2 separate regions of the Sus scrofa genome follow, and region 2 is linked to region 1. Evidence: chromatin contacts called from public Hi-C data. All regions are on one chromosome and are shown on one strand. Each heading gives the region's core, a stretch centred on a gene start, on an enhancer-like site or on the middle of the called end of the contact. The rest is flanking DNA. Distances are from core to core; before and after follow the strand shown. Region 1 has its middle 61 kb from the start of TMEM242. Region 2 overlaps ARID1B (AT-rich interactive domain-containing protein 1B).

Region 1 (6,947 bases), core at 3,938-6,437:
CGTTTTCTCTCAGAACACGGACCTGTGCACAAGTGATTCTGTGACGCCTATGTCCTGTTCAGTTCTGTCAGCTCCCTCTGCGTGGTGCCTCCTGTCTGCCGGCTGCATCTCTCTTCTCTCTGCAAATGATCTGATTTGTTCTCAAGGGGTGGTCTGCTTTTCAGAGCTGGTGTTCTGGGTCCCTGGCGTGGCGGGGAGCTCAGCCCAGCGCTGGGAGCGTCCTTTCTGGCTGGATAGTTGGTTCCCAAATCTCGTCCTTGTTCTCAGTCAATTTCTGCAGCTAAAACTCCTTTATAAAGCTTTAAAAACTTCTTCACAATCACACAACACCCAGGTAACCAGGTCATCCTCCCAGAAGGGGCTTCCAGGGGCTGCTGTTGGGAGGAGGGAGATCTGAGTCCCTTCATTTCCTGCTCCTCCCCCGCCTGGCCCAGGGCCCCTCCCCTGCCCGGCCCCAGCCTCCCCCAGACCAGACCCAGCCCCTCCACTTACAGCTGGGATGACTTTCAGCAAACAACCCACGCCGGCTGCTGTCTTCATCTCTTAAAGGGGGTACAAGAACTTCCACATCCAGCGTCAGGAGGGTTAAGTGAAACACTTAACCCGCAGCCAGCTCCTGGGCCCTCAGCCTGTGGGCCCTCTGACTGATGTCAGCGCTGGATGACACCCAGACGGCTCCCTCCTACTCACCGTCCTGCGGCTCCTCCTAACGTCTGGGCCTCCACGTCCTGCTCACCTTTCACCTGCCACCCAGCACGCGGGAGCCCCTAGGTCCTGGGCTTCAGAGGCCACACCTGCTGGCGAGCTAGACGCTGCGGGGGACGGTCCCCCCTCCACCCGAGCACCCCCTGAGCGCTCAGACCACTGGGCATCTACGGGGGGACAGAGGGAAGCCCAGACGCCCCAGGTTGGGAGGAATGAGGCTTGTGGGTTCACGCCAGCGGGAAAAGGAGGGCTTTACTCTGCCCAGACCAGGTTCTCAAACCTCAATGAGCCCAAATGAGAATCACTTGAAAAAGCACAGGTCCTGGCCTCACCCATGGCTTCCAATTCAGAGGTCTCGGGTGGGGCCCAAGAATCTGCCTTTCTAACAAGTTCTTGCAGATGCTGATGGGGCTGGTTCTGGGACCAGACTCTGAGAACCACGGCCCTATTCGAGGTCCACCTCTGATGGCGGCATTCAGGACATATAAGGTGTCACAGAAAAGCATCTTTGTCAAACCACCTTCTCAGGCTCCTGTGAAAGCTCAGTATCTCACGTCTTGATTCTGCTTGTACCTGACTGAGAAAAACACCTGTTGCCTGGGCGGTCACCCTCCAAGACCCTAGTCTGTGTCCCCCCATCACCTCCAGTTCACCCCCCCAGGCAGCATCCTTATTCTGCCCAGGAAGCTGGTGAGGAATGAGCAGCTCCACTCCCACCCCCTCCCTCCCACCCGGGGGTCAGCACACCAACACCAGGAGCGCCAGGGACCCCCACCCTGGGAGTCACTAGGAAACGAGTGGTGGCCACTTGGGGCGTCTGGCCCATCTCAGTCCCTGAGCTGCTTCCCAGGAGGGAGACAAGGTCGTCAGTAAATGTCTGCTTGACCTGGAAAGGCAGAGGGAGGGCGGGTGCAGAGGACAGGGAAGGCCGCTAGGAGGCGGTGTGGCGAGGCCGAGAGGGACGTGAGTCTTTATAAAAGGCCTTGGCTGACAGGTGAGAAGTGGGATTTTACCTCTAAGCAATGGGAGGTCCAGGGAGTCCTGGAAGCCCAGGTGACAGGTGTTTTTCTCAGTCAGGTAAAAGCAGAATCAAGACGTGAGATACTGAGCTTGCTAGTTGGATTCGTCTCCGCTGAGCCTCGAGGGCAACTCCCTGAGCTTGTGGCATAAAACCGGCGTTTCCTGTCATTCACTCATTCATCTGAAGCACAACCATTAAGTGCCTGGTGGGTGTGGGGACATGATGGTGGCTAGAGAGCCCCTCCTTGAAGCACTGCCAGTTGACTGGGGGTGCAGGGGTGGGGGACAGAGGCTCTTTTGACTGTGGAGGATGGACTGCAGGGCGATTGTGGCCTGACCAGGTCTGGCCTTTGCTCTTCCCTCAGCCCAGGCCCCAGCTTGCCCTGCCAGGGCCTTGCTTGTCCTGGCATGTGTGGACAACCACAGAGCACACTCGGGGCCCCTCCAGCCGTCTTTGCTGCTCATCGATCCCAAGAGTCTGAAACCTGGGGGGCAGGCCTGTCTCAAGAGGACGGATCTGGGGAGGAGGCCAAGGCCAGGTGGGTGCCATCTTACACACCAGGTCCCCCCACCAAGCCAGGCCCCCATGCAGCCATGCACCGTATCTGGCCCTCTATCCTCAGCAGCAAAGTTGGACCCGCTCGCCACCTTCCCTCAGAGACCCTTGTCATGGTCACCAAATGAACACAGTACAGGAGATATTTTGATGTCCCTTGGAGAGCTAACACACGGACTACAACTTTATCTTCTCTACTCGGATAAAGAAACTTCTGTAAGGCTTCATGTTTCCATCTTTGCTTTAGTTACCAGGATGCTCAGCACTAAGTTTAACCTTGAGTCATAATTTTATCATCTTCTTCCCTTCCTTCTCCTTCTGCATGACTCTCCAACTTTCCCATTTTAGCAAACTTGTACACGTGGTGGAAGCAGCCTCAAGTCTTTTTCAGAGGCTGACTGGGTGTAAAGTTGTAAATAAAATAAATACCCCTGAAATCTTCTCATTGTCCCTTTCTTATTTCAGGAGTCATCTGAAGTCCTGACCTGGAGTTCTGTGATAAATTCAACACAAAAGATTTCATGCACTGACACGTTTTAAAATTTCTGTTTCTGTGAAAGACCCTGGGCTGCTGTAATCCTGGCTTCTCACAACTGAGAACTTTTCAAGGGAAAGCAGTTTGTAAACATTGTAAATTTGAGTAGTGACTGCCAGAAATACCTTGCCTAAATCTTTTTTTTTTTTTTTTTGCTTTTTGCTTTAAAAAAAAATTTTTTTTCCAGGGCTGCACCCATGGCACATGGAGGTTCCCAGGCTTGGGGTCAAATCAGAGCTGCAGCCATTGGCCTACGCCACAGCCACAGCAATGCAGGATCCGAGCCATGTCTGCAACCTACACCACAGCTCATGGCAATGCCAGATCCTTAACCCACTGACTGGGCCAGGGATCGAACCCGCATCCTCATGGATGTTATTGGGTTTGTTACTGTGTACCACAACAGAAACTCCCCTTCACCTAAATCTTAACAGATATTTTTTTAAACTTGGGGAATATTCTTAGCTAGCAGGGAATATTCCTTCTCCTCTGGGCCTTTGCACTCCAAGTGTGACTCCCATCCTTCCCACAGGCTGGTTCTTCTGGGGGTGACCGTTATTGACCTTGGTTGGGTCTCCTGCTTCTCCCCAAGCCCCCCTGGGCTGACCTCGGGAACTTTCCTCATCCTCCTGGCCACACGAGCAAAGCACCTGCCACTTGCAGAGGCAGCATGGATTCTAATCGATCCTAATTGTGGGTCAAATTTTGAAGGAAGAATAGCCTTCCTAAAAAGAATCTACAAAACTAGGAGTTCCCATCGTGGCGCAGTGGTTAATGAATCTGACTAGGAACAATGAGGTTGCGGGTTTGATCCCTGGCCTTGCTCAGTGGGTTAAGGATCCAGCGTTGCTGTGAGCTGTGGTGTAGGTCACAGACACAGCTCAGATCCTGCGTTGCTGTGGCTCTGGCGTAGGTCAGCAGCTACAGCTCTAATTTGACCCCGAGCCTGGGAATCTCCACATGCTGCAAGAGCGGCCCTAGAAAAGGCAAAGAGACAAAAAAAAAAAAAAAAAAAAAAAAGAATCAACAAAACTAAATTTATAAAGTGCTGGCAAAAAGTCACAGCAGAAAGGTTGGCTCTGTGGCATTATTCTCACCGTGAACAGCGTCACCACGGCTGTTAGATATATACATCTATATACAGGCTGGGTGTGAGGTTCCAGTGATTTTTAAAATCTTTATACTCTTCCGGACTGATTTTCTTTTTTTTTCTTCAGGGACCATGACTTACTCTCTAACTAGAAAAAAATGGAGCTTTTTCTAAAATGTTGAGACTAAAAAACCACTGCCTACTGTGCACTGGCTGATCTAAACACGCAAGCAGCCCTCAAGTCCAGTCTCCAGGCGGGAAAGTAGAAGCGCCCTGACTTCCTCCCCAGAATCCCAGCCCCACCTCCTGAAGCCTGTCTCCAGCCAGGCTCCTGCCTGCCAGGAACCACTCAGATTAGATTAGAGCATCAGGAGCTCGCCATTTGTCTCTGCCTCTGAAGCCCAAGCTCCCCTCTGGCCCTTCCTGCTCACCCCACAGGCGTGACAGGGGTTGAATCGTGTACACTCTAAAAGATACGTCCCACCCCTAACCCCAGTACCTGGGAAGGTGACTTTATTTGGAAATAGGGACTTTGTAGGTATAATCAAATAGGACCGGTGTCCTTTTACGAAGAGAAGAGACACCAACATATGAGAAAAGATGGCCGTGTGGCCTCACAGGGCTGCAGAGATTAAAAGTGACTTGTGTACAAGTCCAGGGATGGCAAGGACTTCAGGGAGCCCCAGAGCCCAAGAGAAAGGACACTAGAGCCTAAGAGAAAAGCTCAGGACAGATTCTCCCCCCCCCCCCCACCGCCCCGAGCCTTCAGGGGGAGCACGACCCTCCTGACACCTGGATTCTGGACTGCCAGCCGCCAGAGTAAATCTCTGGGAGAATAATTCCTTTGTTCCCAGCCGCCGCCGCAGGAAATGGATACGACTCTCTCGTTTGCACCACATCTCCGAGCCGACGCAAAGCCCGCTCTTTAATTGTCCTTTCTCCCGAAGCCACGTGCAACCGGTCCCCATCCCACTGTTTGCCTGGCTGTCCCTCTCCACGTGCCGACCCCGGCAACCTGCACGCAGCAGATGCTGGGCAAATGTGCCCACCTCGGGGACCCTGTAGGACGCAGAAGTCAGCCTCTCCCGCTCTCCCCTGATGCTCCCCGAAGGCCCCCTCCCTCTACGATCAGTCTCCACTCCCACCAGGCGCCCCTTTCCAGTCTTCCCACATTTGTGTCCTCAATCCCTCGGCGTTATTTCCGGCTGGATGGGACGGCGGGGCCGCCCTGAGGCTGCACTTCACGCTTCTTCCAGCAGAGGGCGACGGAGCTCGGTGACCACGGCGCATCGCGGTCTGTGCCGGGCCGGTCTCCGGGACAAGCTGCAGGGGCAGCCCGGCGCCGTCGAGAGGCCAGGGTGCGGGGCTCGGCCCTCCCGGTGGCCAGGTCTGGCCTACTCAGGGTGGGGCGGCAGAGCCGCGACCGTCATCTAGGGACACGGTGACTGAGGCGCAGGTTCGTTTTAGCCTCAGGCGGGCGCCCAGCCCGGTCCCCGAGCCTCGCTTGCTCGGTCCCCGAACGCCGCTCTCTTTCTTCCTGCCGCCTCCACTCCCTAGACCCCGAGGCACCGGGGCTCGCGCCCACGCGGCACATCTCTGAGCCCCGCGTCCCAGAGCCGTGGCCGTGGCCACGTGGTCCCGCGCGCCCCCCAAACCCTGCCCCAGGCCCGGACTGCTGGGCTGGACGCGGTCATCAACGACCTGCACTGTCTGCGTCTTCAGGACCAGACTCCCAGCCGCACCCGGACCCGGTCCAACCCCGCGCGCCCCGGTCCCTTATTTGCAGGCTCCCTCTCCAGCCCCCTCCCGGGACAGCCCTGGGGGCGCCCTCACCCCATCGCGAGCAGGGCCCTCCCTCACTGCCGCTGTGACTCTGGCGGTGTTTCTTGCGATTTGGTTTTACGAGCCCCTTCCCAAGTCTTTGCCTTGTCTCCACTTTTTCGAGTGGCTTTTCCCCCACCCTGGCCAGTAACTACAGTGCTCAAGGTACAAAACTGAGAAAACTGATAAGTGAAAGAAAACCTGAAGTCCCAGCTGCTGTCAGTAGCCGTGTTAACCCAGCGTGCCCTGCGTGTGTGCACATGGATGTATCATCTTTCTCCAAATAGGAACCGTGCCCTCCCAGGACCTCTGTGACCTGCTGTCCCGCTCAACGACCCGCAGAGCAGCTCACCACGAAGGTGGCAGCTGCACACGCATCTGGGAGGCCCGGGGCCAGCCAGGGCTCTTTCTGGGGACCTCTGAGGAGCAGTCACGTCATGGACACCTGTCCCCAAGGCTGGCACTGCCCTCGCCCTCTGTCAGCTGGGCAGGTAAGGTCTTGCCTGGCTGCCGGGCCAGGGGCTTCAGGGCTTGGGTTTCTCTTTTTGAGGAGCCTCCCACGCCCGCCCCCTTTCTCCCGAAACACTTCTGCCCTTTTAGAGCAGCTCTCCTCTCGCCTGTGACTAAATTCCAGAAACAAAAAACAAAAGCACGTGGACACACAAAGGAACATTCTTCCTTTCTGCATCTGGGCTGGGAAGGATGGGCCTCCAGCTCGGTGGTTCTCTGGGAGCGGTGTGGGTGTGGGGGACATTTGGCAACGTCTGATTGTGGTGACTTGGGGGTTTGCTGCTGGCACCTAGTGGATGGAGGCCAGAGCTACTGCTGAGCAGCCCAGGAAGCACAGGACAGCCCCCGGAAGTAAACTAGGCACCTCAAAGGTCAACAGGGCCAAGCTCCGGACCCCTGTTCCAGATGGTCCTCAAATCTTCCTTGGGGCCCAAGAGCCTCACAGCCAGGAGACATGACCTCGACTGGTCACTGCCAGGCCCTGCCCGTTCAGCTGGGACATGGCGACATGAAAGAGCTGGTGACAAAGAAGGCAAGAGGTTGAAAGGCAAGCCTGCAGAATGAGGATGGTGCCGTGAGGCAGGGCAGGGCTGGGGGGAGGGGAGTCTGGTAGCTGGCAGGCTCTGATTTTATTACTCAGATGTTTCTGGAATTACTGGGGCAAAGACAAAACTCATTTAGGAGTCTCCTTTCGCGGTGATTGGGGACCA
Region 2 (7,539 bases), core at 4,563-7,062, 84 kb after region 1:
ACAGCTGCCTAGAACCTAACAAGGTCATCCAGACTGTCCCCTCCACCCCACATTAACTGTCACTATAAAAAATTACAGGTGTGGAGTTCCCGTCGTGGCGCAGTGGTTAATGAATCCGACTAGGAACCATGAGGTTGCGGGTTTGATCCCTGCCCTTGCTCAGTGGGTTAACGATCCAGCGTTGCCGTGAGCTGTGGTGTAGGTTGCAGACGAGGCTCGGATCCTGCGTTGCTGTGGCTCTGGTGTAGGCCGGTGGCTACAGCTCTGATTGGACCCCTAGCCTGGGAACCTCCATATGCCGCGGGAGTGGCCCAGGAAATAGCAAAAAGACAAAAAAAAAATAAAATAAATAAAATAAAAATAAAAATTACAGGTGTAAGGAAACAAAAGAAATAGAACCATGTCTAATACAGCACAGAGATAGGATTTTGGAAGAGTTCACAACTACTTTTGAAACCAGATTCCAAACTTACTCATTATTTTTCCATCTTATCGTCAGATTTTCAGAGTCTAAAAATGTTATACAACCACCGACAGCACTAACAACATGTTCTTTCCAGCATCTCACACCCTTAAGAAAAACAGCTCACTCCAGCATTCACAAGGCTTTTGAATTTCTGAGCTTACGGATTTATTGCCTGTTCTGCAAAAGCTTTACCTGGAATAAGCAGTTCTAAGCTTTTGAAAGAAGACATTATAGATTATCTTGCTTTGTGTAACAGATACCTGAGATACACATGAAATGTAATCTTATTTGTTAACTAAATGGTTATATGCCCAACATTTAAAATTTTGAGATTATTTTTATTTTTCATTGCTCCATAATACTTGTGAAAACCAAGGCTTTGCTCCACTTAAGACAATAGACCAAGTAATTCGTGTACTCTACACATCTAAATACAGCAAAAGAGCTATTATTTAAGGGATCCTAGAAGAAAATATTATTTGCTGTTTTTCCACATGTGTTTCAAAAACATCCATATTCAGTTTCACAGGGCCCAGCTGCACTGGGAGGGTGCAACAGCATTTGGAAGCGGGGCCCACCAGAGGAGCCGAAAGCTGGGAGGGTGCAATAGCATTTGGAAGCAGGCTGAAAGCGCAGTGGCTCAGATGCCTGTGGTCTCTGGGCTAAGTGAACGCAGGGGCTGAGAAGCACAAAGGAAGAACCACTCTGGTGTTCGGGGATGTCAGTGAGAACCCGGCGGTCTCGTCCACCCTGGAGCTGTCCTTCGTCCTCCAAGATTATACCCAATTCCGCCGCTCTGCCCAGCTCGACACACCCTCCACCACTGCCCACCTCAACATCCCCAAGCCGGCTCTGGGTCCTCTTCTCCACCTTGTCCACTGCCCTGCGTCCACACCATCGGGAGTAACGGCCAACCTGTGTCTCCCTCCTTCCCGGCTCCCCACCCCCTCGGTGGTAAGGTCTGCACCCTCTCAGTCACCAGCACACAGATCTTCTTCCTTCCGCCCCACGTCCAGTCCATCGGCACGTCCGGCTGTTTCTATGCCCCAAACACAGACTGAGTGGTTCCACTTCTCTCGCCCTGCGGGGGAGGGTCTGACTCCATCGCCTCTCCCTGGACTTGACAATGGTCCCCCAACTCTACCCTCACTCCTCGCATCCATTCTCCATCCATGGCCAGTTATTTATATTCACTTTAAGCAATAACCCCAGCCACCTCACCTCCTGTACAACATCCTCGAGCCAGGGTGAAACCCAAACCCACCCGCATGCCCAGGAAGGCTGAAAGGCTCTGGCCCCCTTGGCCCCGCTGCGCCCAACCTGCCCTGTGCTCGTTATGCCCCAGAAGCCGTCCACCTGCTCTAGTGCACCAAGCGCGCCTGCCTCAGCCCCCCCAGCTCCCTGCTCCCCCGACTGGCTCCCCGTTCCTCAGGTCTCAGCAGATAACCATCAGCTCCCTGGAGCCCCTGCCACCCCCGCCCACCATCCCTGCTCTTCATGCCCTTTCTTCCTTTTTGCGTCCTTTCTTCCATCCATCGCGGTCTTTCGTCACATATATGTGGCTTAGCTTTCATTTTATTTGCAGTTTGTAGACCGTCAGCTCCACAAGGGACTATCTCATTTACCAACATGCTACCCAGCACCAGCCCCACACACAGCTCAGGTGATGTGACAACAATGACACCGACTGGAGGCGGCCCTGAGCACGTGTGCTTATGACAGGTGTCAGTTGCCCTTCCAAGGGATGTATTTATGTCTGTTAACTCAATTAGTCCTCATGATCCATGATTTTCCCAAATCCTAGATGAGGAGACCAAGGCACAGAGATGCTAAGTACTTTCCTCAAGGGGAGCCATGTAGTGGCCGGAGAGCTGGGACTCAATCGTGTCTCGAATGGGTCAGTGACTCGGCCAGGGGACGGCAGAGAGGAGAAGCCTGGGCAGAGGCCCCTCGGCACTTGCCTTTTCTCATTCCTCCAAAGGGGTCCTTGTTGGGCTCGTAGGGCATTCTGCCCATCACGTCCGGCATGCTCATGCCCTGCTGGTAGGGGGCGCTCGGAGTCATGGAGTTGCGTTTGGGGAACGATGCATCACTTGCGTCCGAGAATGGGTCGTGCACACTGACTGTACTGCTTCTGGTGAGATGAGAGACATGAAAGCTTGATGACAGAGCATTCGTCATCTCCAAACACTAATTTGGAAAAGAGTCCACTTTTGAAATGTGAACATGCAAAAACCATCCAAAATAAATTACGTGAATAAGCTAGCGGGGACCGATATTTAGACACTCACTAGAGAACACTACTTCCTCTCTCGGAGTTTAGCCCCCGCCCCCACAATTAAAAGACAGACCTGACTTGGTGCAACTCATAGGGATCTTTCCACATACCTTCCGCCTTGCATTGGGGTCATTTGTCCATGAGGGGTAGAGGCTGGAGTAGGTGGCTTCAGGTCACCTGGAACCTCTGCCATCGAATTACTGCCAGTTGACTGGGGGGTCTGTGGACCTTGCAAGGATCCTGAGTTAGCTGACAGTAGTAGTTGCAAGAGAAAGTGGGAGAAAAACAAGAGGTTATTGAGTAAGTTCAGCCTTGATTGTCATTTTTTTTTAAAAAAGGAAAGAAAATAAGACACCATCTTATGAAGAAACAGTAACGATGACCATTGCTGGTGAAGATGTAGTGAAATTAATTGCCCATTTTTTAGAGTGGAAATTAGTAAGTTTTCTTTTTTTTTTTTATTAAACTGTTTAGAAACATACTTCAGATGTGTGTCATAAAACATACCTGTTGACTGGCTAATTGCTTTCTTGGGGGTTTAATCCCAAGAAAATAATCTAATATCAGAATTCCCATTGTGGCACAGCAGAAACAAATCCGACTAGTAACCACGAAGTTGTGGGTTTGATCCCTGGCCTCGCTCAGTGGGTTAAGGATCCTGCGTCATCACGAGCTGTGGTGTAGGTCACAGATGTGGCTTGGATCTGGCGTTGCTGTGGCGTAGGCTGGCAGCTACAGCTCTGATTAGACCTCTGGCCTGGGAACCTCCACGTGCCTCGGGTGTGGCCCTAAAAAGACAAAAAAAAAAAAAAAAAGAAAAAGAAAGAAAGAAAATAATCTAATACAAAAAGGCTTCAGGCAGAAAAATGTTTATTTCAATGTCGTTTGTAATAGAGATAATCTAAGTGTCTGAGAATAAGGAAAAATGAGATTAAAATTTTGATATATCGATTTGATGGACTATTGCACTGTTTTAGAAAGAAATTAGAAAAATTATCTGGGTGTTAGGTAATGCGACACATTTAAGTTGTAAAGCAGTGATACAAATTAATACTGAGCTTTATGTCATTTCAATACCTTCTCAACATGTGGAGGTGTCTATGCTCTGTCACTAACCGTCATTTTTGGAGCTATAAAGTCATATTTGTTATTTATATAATACTAGTCACTTGGAGTTCTTTAATGTCATTACCAGAGTTATGAGACTTGGCTTTAACTACAATTACATTATAATAACAAAGCTCAGAATTGAGCAGATCTTTTTAAAGCTTAAGTGGAATTCTTAAAAAAAAAAAATTGACCCCACTTTTTAGGAAAAACAGTATCTTAAGGGCTCTTTTGCTTTATCACAGTCCTTGGCATTAGGTGTTCAACAAATACTGGTTTCATTTATTAATTAAAGAAATACTGGAGTTCCTGTCGTGGAGCAGTGGTTAATGAATCCGACTAGGAACCATGAGGTTGAGGGTTTGATCCCTGCCCTTGCTCAGTGGGTTAACAATCCGGCGTTGCTGTGAGCTGTGGCGTAGGTTGCAGACGCGGCTCGGATCCCGCGTTGCTGTGGCTCTGGAGTAGGCCAGTGGCTACAGCTCCAATTTGACCCCTAGCCTGGGAACCTCCATATGCCACGGGAGCGGCCCAAGAAATGGCAAAAAGACCAAAAAAAAAAAAAAAATTAATTGAATAAATAAAGTACTTATTATATTGGAGTCTATTTTCTACATGCACCAAACTGACAGAGAAAGACAATTCCTGCCCTCAGACGGTTTACAATAAATACTTTCAGGACTATAACTGTAACACACAGAATTCCTGGCCGCTTGTAAAAACTGATATTGCACATATTATCATCAATAGTTTCTTTCCTATGAAGACTCAGTTACCACCACCCACGACTCCCTTTCGAGGAAGCTGGAGCTGAGCGATGCGCTACAGAGGGTGAGAAATGGAAGCGAGTCTGTCGCTTCCACTCAGGAAGCCTCAGCCCAAGCCAGACCTCTCTAGCGAGACGAGGTCCTGAATGAATACTGATGGCCACCAACAGGGACTGCGTTCCGTCACGTCTCCCCTGGGTGCCTAGGACCACAGTGACTCGGGGATGACCTGCAACACATGGAAGTTCCCAGGCCGGGGATCGAACCCGAGCCGCAGCAGCGACCCAAGCCACTGCAGTGACAACACTGGCTCCTTAACCCGCTGTGTCATCAGGGAACTCCTAGGAAGACTAGTTTCTTTTATTCTTTATAGGGCTGCACCTGCGGCATATGAAAGTTCCCAGGCTGGGGTCGAACCAGAGTTGCAGCTGCCAGCCTACACCACAGCCACAGCCACAGCCATGCCAGATTCGAGCCGCATCTGTGACCTACACCACAGCTCACAGCAACGCCGGATCCTGAACCCACTGAGTGAGGCCAGGGATCGAACCTGCATCCTCATGGATACCTGGTCTGGTCCCAACCTGCCGAGCCACAAAGGGAACTCCAAGGCTAATTTTAAATGTAGACACCTTCTTGGATGTAGATACCTTAAAACAGAAACTTACCAATTCATGCTTATAAACCAAAATTTGGTAAAACCCTGGAAATGCATCTTTAAAAAGTAAATATAATAAAAGAAAAAATAGTCATTCAAAAATACATTAAGGATGACCCTCAGACATGACCGCCCCATAAAGCTGAGAGGAGAAATAGCCGGCTTCGTGGGTCAAGAACCAGAGCGCACAGCAGCCTGTACGGTTCCCGTGGACCACGGCTCACAAGGCTATGATTTAGGAATCAGCCTTATTTATAAGTAGGCACATTCACAGCTAATAAAAAAAAAATAAAAGGAAAAATTCTCCCCTCTTGCCAGTGTGTTTTCCTTTCCTTTCAGGAAGAAAAAAAAAATGAATGCAACCTCTTGAAGCTCCATTAATAGAGGAGGCTGGCTCTCTAGGATATCCCTACTTTTTGCCAGAAGCTACAAATGTATACTGGAAAGTAAACAATGGAAAGGTTACTGAAGGTTAAGTACATTCACACACTTCAGACTGTACAGCCAGACTCCTGGCTGGGAAGATAATTTACACAGCACGAACCCGCTGCCCCAGCTCTGGCTGGGGTTGTGGGAAGCTGGGTGGGGAGAGAGGAAGAGCTGATGCGTCCTGGGTCTGCAGCTACTAGAGGTCACCCAGAGGGCACCTTTGTGTATAACCCGAGCCCCCTTCTCATCTGTCTTCCACCGAGGATTCCCTAGTTGGATCCATGACAAGTTTTGTGACATCACCTGTCAGCTAATAATAGAAATGCAGTCAGCCACCTGCCAGCAAAGATGGATGAGTTTTTGGTTACAGACTGACTAACTGAATGTGGAGCTTCCCGCCACCTCCCTCCCCTCCCCACCCCATTCCAGCTTCGGGGAGGCCCAGGCCACCTGGGGAGGCGATGCCTCTGGCTGTTCCTTAGGACTCTAGAAACTTTACAGTCTATTATAAGCAAATCCGAGGTGCAACCGTACCCCCCAGGTCTTGCTTAGGTTTCATTCCGGAGGCTTCCTCTGGCTGACTTGCTCTCAGTCCCTAGAAGACACAGCCACTCCACAGTGGAGATGGTGGTGCAGCCCCACGGCTAAGGGGCTGGACCTCTCAGGGGCTGACAGGACCGAATTTCAGATCCGTGTCAGGCACATCACATCCAAACTGGAATCTGGAGGCACGATGTAGAATGCCAAGTCATTACTGGCATTTAGGATTTAAACTGATTCAGCACGACCATTTGAAAAAACAATCTAGAATGTTTTTTAGGAATCTTTTAGTTGTTTGCCAGGATGGGCTAGTAAGGAATAAACTACAGTTACAGTCTTACGGGAAAAACTGACTTCAAAGAACACAAACTTTGGCGGAAGATTAGTGTGAAGAATTTTTGTAGCGTGTGAGACTCTGACATGGCAAATCACTGGGGATCATTTGTTTTGCTTCTCTGACAAGAAAGATGTTTCGGAGACATTTTCCTTAATGAAAGTTCTGGAGTCAAAGAGGCCACAGATGCTGGAGGAAAGGCCTGGCTTTTGGCTGAGAGGCTGATGTTATTCTCTGCCCTCCTGCCCAGTCCGTGTGTCCGTCTCTCTGCAGAGCACATAAGCCAAGCAGACCGCAGCCCGAGCGCTGGCTGAACGGCTCAGCTCAGGCACCTTCCTCCCTGCTTCCTGATTCTCGTGACTCGGGCACCTTCTGGACCACTGAGAAGAACGTATTCTCAGGAGCACATCTGCAACCCAAGCTCTTTTGTGCAGTTAAAGCGGGAATGTTGCCATAAAAACGGTAGTTTTAAAAAAAATGGGGGGCGGGGGCTGACTGTAGGAGGACAGGCCCTGTACTTGCTGAAGTGCCTACACCTCGGCGGGGTTTCTTGCACTGAGCCGATGCTCCCTGGGAGAGCTATTCTCCATACAGGAGGACAGACCGTTCAGCAACGCGAGTTCTTTCCCGGCAAATAAAATATACCTTTAGATCTTTGCAGACATTGCACTTTGGTCCCTGCACCCCACCGGGTTTTTATTTTGGAAAAATCGTTTCAGAGCTGTTCATAGGCAGCTTGTTTTACTCTGTGAACTGAATGTAATGTTGTGAGCGTTTTAAAATTAGATTTCACAGTTTTGAAAGTAAACCATAACTGGCAAAGGCTGTGAGTCTTTGGCTGGGCGTAGGGAGGAGGTCTTCTTGTGTTTAGAACCAACACATCGACGTCTAGGTACGCTCACTACATGTGCCCCTTGGGCCTAAAGAGCATTTGCGTGAGATTCCTGGACTCGCGACCTT

What was found. Hi-C and Micro-C count contacts between places; a contact is called where the count stands out from the background.
Region 2: a contact with region 1 is called in a Hi-C map of fetal heart ventricle, with 2.9 times the contacts expected there. The contact joins two enhancer-like sites. A contact is called at or near these places in 3 of 47 Hi-C or Micro-C datasets (fetal heart ventricle, fetal skeletal muscle and heart right ventricle).

The regions. Positions count from the first base shown.
Region 1 is chr1:9,725,239-9,732,185 of Sscrofa11.1, forward strand. No RefSeq gene overlaps it. Among named protein-coding and RNA genes, the nearest start is that of TMEM242, 61 kb to the left of the region's middle. Within about 2 kb of position 5,188, at least 21 of the 83 cell types and tissues checked have an H3K27ac peak or open chromatin away from gene starts, as enhancers often do.
Region 2 is chr1:9,808,154-9,815,692 of Sscrofa11.1, forward strand. It overlaps ARID1B (AT-rich interactive domain-containing protein 1B), which reads right to left. Exons shown (of 21, transcript XM_021071898.1): 15 at 2,855-2,993; 16 at 2,428-2,600. Among named protein-coding and RNA genes, the nearest start is that of TMEM242, 140 kb to the left of the region's middle. Within about 2 kb of position 5,813, at least 15 of the 83 cell types and tissues checked have an H3K27ac peak or open chromatin away from gene starts, as enhancers often do.